Linked DNA regions of Hordeum vulgare: region 2 is linked to region 1. The links are chromatin contacts, called in public Hi-C maps. All regions are on one chromosome and are shown on one strand. The core of a region is the stretch at or near the end of the contact, and the rest is flanking DNA. Distances in the headings are between cores, read along the strand shown. Region 1 has its middle 60 kb from the start of LOC123409306. Region 2 has its middle 8.8 kb from the start of LOC123407404.

Region 1 (2,966 bases), core at 441-2,940:
CTAGCCATTTATTTTCCATCCTTCTCTTTTTCTACTTCTTCTTTCTAATTTATATAAAGGAATTTAGAGAAATAAATTAAAGGAAGCAGAGAGCAGAGTAGTGCAGAGCCCATCCGGCGTGCCAAGGCCCAGCCGCACCCTCTGCTATGTCTCCTAACCTAGCCCGATTCCCTCTACTCTTTTGATTCACAGCTCCCCCTCTTCCTCTCCACCTCGCGCCGCCAAGGGAGAGCCCCAGTCAATACCCATCTCCCCGACTCGCCACGGGAGAGAACCACTTGATCTCTGTCTCCCCGACTCCCTTTCCCTATGTCGCCCGCAGCTACCGCTCCGTCGAACCTTGCCGGTTGCGGCCCTGCCTCTCCTTGCCCATGCCTCGTGCATCGCGATGATGTCACACATGACGCTCTGTCGAGTTGTTGGCTGCGGCCCCTTGCATCTCCTTGCCCGTGCCTCGTGCATCGTGATGTTAGCGCGTCTCATGGGCGCAACCACCATGGCCGGCCGCTGGGTACCCCTGTGCGACCATCCCTCGATCATGGCGTGCTATTGTGAAGTCGGCCTACGGGGCCATGGTGGAGGTGGGTTGCCGTGGGCGACGGGGCCTACCTCTCCTCTTTTTTGCTCAATTTTTTACTGTATCAGCCACCTTTCTTCATTTCTCTGGCTTTGGCTACACATTAACCATATCTAATCCTCTTCTTGTTGGCTTCTAGATTTTGTAACTCGTGAATGTATATAAGTTGGGAGGATTTGATGTATACAAACAGGATGGGACTATTAACTGAAACATGCTATGAAATACCAAACCAACGAATCACAGGCAGGAGCACGTAGCGCCTACGAATGGAGCCCAAGCAGCAGTGCGTAGCGTGTGTGAAGCCCAGCAGGGCGACCAGAAGACAAGCGAATTGTTGAGTCGTTTTTTCTCACTTATTTTTGTATTGCGGGTTTATTTTCATAAAACACAGAGGCTTTTTTGTAAAATGTCGCGACGGTGAGCGGGTAGAAGCACCCCATGCTTTATTATTAGGTATATATTAACAAGCAACTACATTGTCCAAAAGCTTAGTGAACAGACTGTCTAGAGGCTCGTGTGTCCATCCAAATGAAAACTTACTACAAAAGCTACAATTAGTTAGCACATGCATCGCTTGATTAGCAGACCAAAAAGAATGTCCAAAGGTGACCCCTCAAATTAACATAGCTACCACGATACACTCTACAAAGATAGCCGTTGCAGTATCCATCATCTTGATTGCCCAGTCCAAAATTTAATCACATTAAGAGAATCCATTCAGCTTCAACACTAGAGAAACCTAACTGGTGAGTGAAGTTAAGACCTTCACTCATTGATCTTGCCTTCGTGCTCATCACATTTGCAGCATATGGAATGTAAGAACACTTTGCCGCAACAAAAGTACCTTTCTCATTCCTAAGGGGGATGTTGGACTACTCGTACTTGTTCTTCCTCAATGAATGCTGCATCAAAATTAAGTTTAATATGTTTTGGTTCGGGCATGGATCATCTTTACTCTGTGTTGACGGTATTGTGACTCTGTGCAATCCAAACATTATTAGTAATAGCAAGCTCACATCGGCCAACGCAATTGTGGGGGTGAGCGTTGGATAGTCCGTTCAATAGGAGTTGGACTTACTAAATCCGGTGGATATAAATATTTCTCCGGGGCCGTCTATGGGCTCACACGAAGTTGGAAGAAGCCCTTGCATGCATTGCCTCGTACATGGACCAGGTGGGCCACCGCTCGCGAGCAGTAGCGCATGTGGGTTTGGGAGCATGCAGCTTAGTTCTTCTTATATTGTATTTCTTAATAAAAATAAAAACCGCAAATTTGAAAAAAAAACATAACATATATTTGAAGAAAATAATAATCATGCATTTGTAAAAATGATAAATATGTACAGGAAACTGTGTCAGTTGTATACAAAAAAATGTATAATGTCTATGCAGAAAAGTTGAAATAAAAAATATTTGGAAAAATATTAAGAATGTATTTTCAAAATTTAATGTAATGTAAAAAAATAGTTATCATAGTTTTAAAAATATTCATATAACTGAAACAAAGTCTGAACATGAATTTGGAAATATCAATCATGTACTCGAAACAAATATTAAAAGCATAAACTTGTGTATAAACAAATATTAACCATATATTTGAAATATATTTAATGTGCTTAGAAAATTTGCAGGCGTATATCAAAACTGTACAATGTAAGAAAAAAGTAGACATAAAAAATTATTTAGAAAAATATTAATTAGTTGTTTAATTTTTTTAACGAGCATAAGAAATGCTCCAGGTCTATGTGAAAACCAATTAGACATAAAAATATATTTAAAAATAATTTAAACAATTGTGAAAAAGTCTTAACAAGCATAAATATATACAAAAATTAAATGATAATCATGCATTTTAAAATGTACAATATGTTTGAAAAAAATCTTGGTGAATGCGAAAAATGTATAATCTGTAGAAAAAAATAATAAAGTATCAAAATATATATTTTAGTACATTAAAAAATATATTTTGGAAAAGAGTTAATAATGTATTAAAAAATGTTAGTTACTTATCTATAAACATGATGTATAAGAGAATTGTATATGAGGAAACAGAGATGGGTCGAAAAGAAGAAAAAAATCAATGAAAACAGAAGAATATATCAAAAAAGGAAAGTAAAAAAGAAAATAGAAAAAAGGAAAGAAATGCAAAACAATGGAATAAATTTGAAGTAAATGAAAAACTGAAAAACTGAAAAAAGGCAAAGTAAACCAAATAGGAAAAGAAAAGGTGAAAGAAAAACCTAATAAACCAACGCAAAACAGCGAATCACACTGGAAGAACAATTATGTTGAAAAGAGCAAGAAAAAAATCAAATGGAAAAAGAGAAAATGAAAGAGAGATTAAGAAATCAATAAAATCATAAAAGTCTAAATGGTGTAAATTAAA
Region 2 (2,994 bases), core at 341-2,840, 510 kb before region 1:
CCTTAGATAGGTGGGCGGCGCCGGGATCAGCACGACGGCGAAAGGTGTAGTGCGCGAGGCGCGAAATTTGAAGGAGGAAGAACCATATTCCCACCTGACACGGGGGTCCGACGCGTCGTTTTTCCTTCCGCCGGTACCCCCGCGCACCCTCCCCCCCAGCGTGTTGGGTTCGGCCTGGGACCGCCGGGGCCAATTTCGGCCCTAGCCGGCGAAAACGGGCTCCTGGGGGCACAACTGCACCGTTTTTTCCCGCCGGTGAAAAAATGGCCTAGTGGCCTGTTGGGAGGGCGGCTCGGGAGTTTAGACCATCAAATATAAGCTAGCTATTTTAGATGCCCTTGGGACGGTGTACGTTGTTGGATGTATTATTAACCATGCTCTTATGTATTTATTGGTGTCCTAAGGCTCGTCATAGTGGGAGTAACTTAGATAGTATCATGTACTTGGAACTAGCAAACATGTTGATGTGACAGACAATTAAAAAAGAAAGAGAATGTTAGAGCAAGTACAATAAGGTCCAGTTAGCAGGCTGTAAAGATTAAAATACTATATTTCTGCTGAGTTGGATGAGAGAGAAGAGGAAAGAGAAGGGAAGCGGGCTCTTTGTGAAGAGTCAGCTCTAGCATGTGCTCCTAGATGCTTTGTGAGAATTGAACGTGGGCCATATATGATAAAAGTAGTACTCTTTTATAGTTAACTATTGTACAAGCTGACTATAAAGTGGGCTATAAGACTGCTTATAGCCAGCAGTTGGCTATACTATTAACCATGCTCTTAGAGTAACATAGTAGATACCGTAACATGTTAAATACAATGATATTATGTGTTTTGCATGTCAATAAATAATGTCATCTATGATACTACTTTATGATACTATACATTACAGATGTAGTATCATACAATAGTATCATATGTATGATACTACTATATAATAGTCCTGACTATACGTGGCCAAACGGGCCGGTCCGGCACGGCCCGGCCCGCCGTAAACGTGCCAGGCACGACACGGCCTGCCTGGGCCCGATTAATATACGGGTCGTGTCGTGCCGGCCCGCGTGCCTGGCAGCCAGGCCCAAGCACGGCACGGCTAGGTAAACGGGCCGGCCCGAGGCACGATTAGCACGTTGGGCCTGATTTTTTTAAGCATATGGGCTTATTTTTTAGACTATTGGACCATATTCTTGCATATATATATATAATCTGAAAATATATATAAAAAAATAAACGGGCCGTGCTATGCCGGTCCGCGTGTCCAGCCTCCAGACCCAGGCACGGTCTGAGGCGTGCTTCGTGCCGGGCCCGAGCCCGATTAACCCGTGCCGGGCCGGGTCCGTGTCGTGCCAGGCACGCGCGCTGTCGGACCGGCCCATTTAATCGGCCCGTTTGGCCAGGTATAGGCCTCACTATAGCCAGCCTAACTCTGTAACCTAGACAAAATGATCAAAATTTAGTCCTCATTTGGCGTCTGCTAGTCGTACGTACTGGTCACATTTTCTTTGTTTGTCTGCATAGCGACATTCTGGTCAATTCAAAGCTGCCAGCCTTGTCTCGACTGATTGGCACGTCGCTACTCGCTAGGCACATGCACTCATATGGTGTGGGGGCAGTACTCTGCATCCACGCACCAGTCCAATCGTTTTGATCGGTGACATTCAGAATGCGGTATTCGTCTGATATATTTCTTAAAAATCGTCTTTTTTTCTTGAATAGGTCAACACAAAGCAGCAAAGAAAAATACTCGATCCGACTCTATCCCGAGGCCAGCGCGTCCGGCAAGAGCAGCAGACCTTTGCTTCCCTCCTCGCTCCGCCGTCCCCGCCACCAGTCGCTGGCCTTGCCACCGTCGTTTCCTTCCTTTGCCACTGGCTCCGCGTATACAGCAGCACGCCCCATTGTGGTTGTAGCTCCCCGTGACGACGGCCGCAGCTCCGGTGGTGGCGGTTGCAACTCCGGTGAAGATGACCATAGCTCCGGCGGGGATGGACCCATGGTAGCAGCTCCGGTGGTGTCATGTGGCCGTTTGGTGCTTGTGTTGATTCTAACAAAAACACTTGACAGTTGAAACATTGGCCCTGTTTGGATACTCTAACCGGGTTAGAGGTTAGAGTTAGATTCTAACCCTCAACTAACCCTGAACTAACTCTAACCCAAAAGGTGTTTGAATGAGAGGGTTAGATTGGCAATAAATGCTCTTTCTCAATCATTTGGCTACTTTTGTCCATGTTCAGTGTCGGATTTGGTGTGACCGGTCGTTGTGTGGTTGTGGCGGAACGGCGTGGGGTGGGGTGCTGCAGACGGCGACTGGGGCGGGGCGGGGCGGTGCTGCAGCCGGCGGGGCGCGGCGCGGCGGTGCTGCAGCCGGCGGGACGGGGCGCGGCGCGGCGGCCGGCGGGCGGGGCGGGGCGCTGCAGCCGCGGGGCGGGGCGGGGTGCTGCAGCCGGCGGGGCGGGGCGCAGCGGCCGGCGGGCGGGGCGAGGTGCTGCAGCCGGCGGGGCGGGGCGCGACGGCCGGCGGGCGGGGCAGGGCGCGACGGCCAGCGGGCGGGGCGGGGCGGTGCTGCAGGCGGCTGGGGCGGGGCAGGGCGCGGCGCGGCGGCCGGCTGGCGGGGCGCGGCGGGGCGGGGCTGGGACGGGGCAGACGGGGCGGTGAGGAGGGAGGGAGCGACGGGGGCGGGGTTAGTGGGAGGGATCTTGTGCGGTTGGATGTGAATTTTTTTTCTTTCTTTTTTGATCCCCACCTAAGTCTAACCCAAAAAAGCACCTCTTGGGTGGGTTAGATGCATCTAACCAACTCTAACCCTACCTGTTTGGATTTTTGAGGGTTAGATAGCTCAACTCTAACCCAATCTAACTCTAACCCTAGGATCCAAACAGGGCCATTTTTCATATACCGTTAAAGTTTTTTCTGTCAACGGTTACAACAGACGCGAGCATGGTTCCCCAGCTTGGCCATGGTGACCGTCAAAGCTCTCTGTTGTCCGAGATGCAACTCAAC

Evidence for each region. Hi-C and Micro-C count contacts between places; a contact is called where the count stands out from the background.
Region 2: a contact with region 1 is called in a Hi-C map of leaf, with 4 times the contacts expected there. The contact joins two enhancer-like sites. A contact is called at or near these places in 2 of 6 Hi-C or Micro-C datasets (leaf and seedling).

What each region holds. Positions count from the first base shown.
Region 1 is chr7H:114,315,010-114,317,975 of MorexV3_pseudomolecules_assembly, reverse strand. No RefSeq gene overlaps it. Among protein-coding and RNA genes, the nearest start is that of LOC123409306, 60 kb to the left of the region's middle. Within about 2 kb of position 1,690, at least 3 of the 3 cell types and tissues checked have open chromatin away from gene starts, as enhancers often do. A contact at or near this core is called in leaf and seedling, where this site is marked.
Region 2 is chr7H:114,823,402-114,826,395 of MorexV3_pseudomolecules_assembly, reverse strand. No RefSeq gene overlaps it. Among protein-coding and RNA genes, the nearest start is that of LOC123407404, 8.8 kb to the right of the region's middle. Within about 2 kb of position 1,590, at least 3 of the 3 cell types and tissues checked have open chromatin away from gene starts, as enhancers often do. A contact at or near this core is called in leaf and seedling, where this site is marked.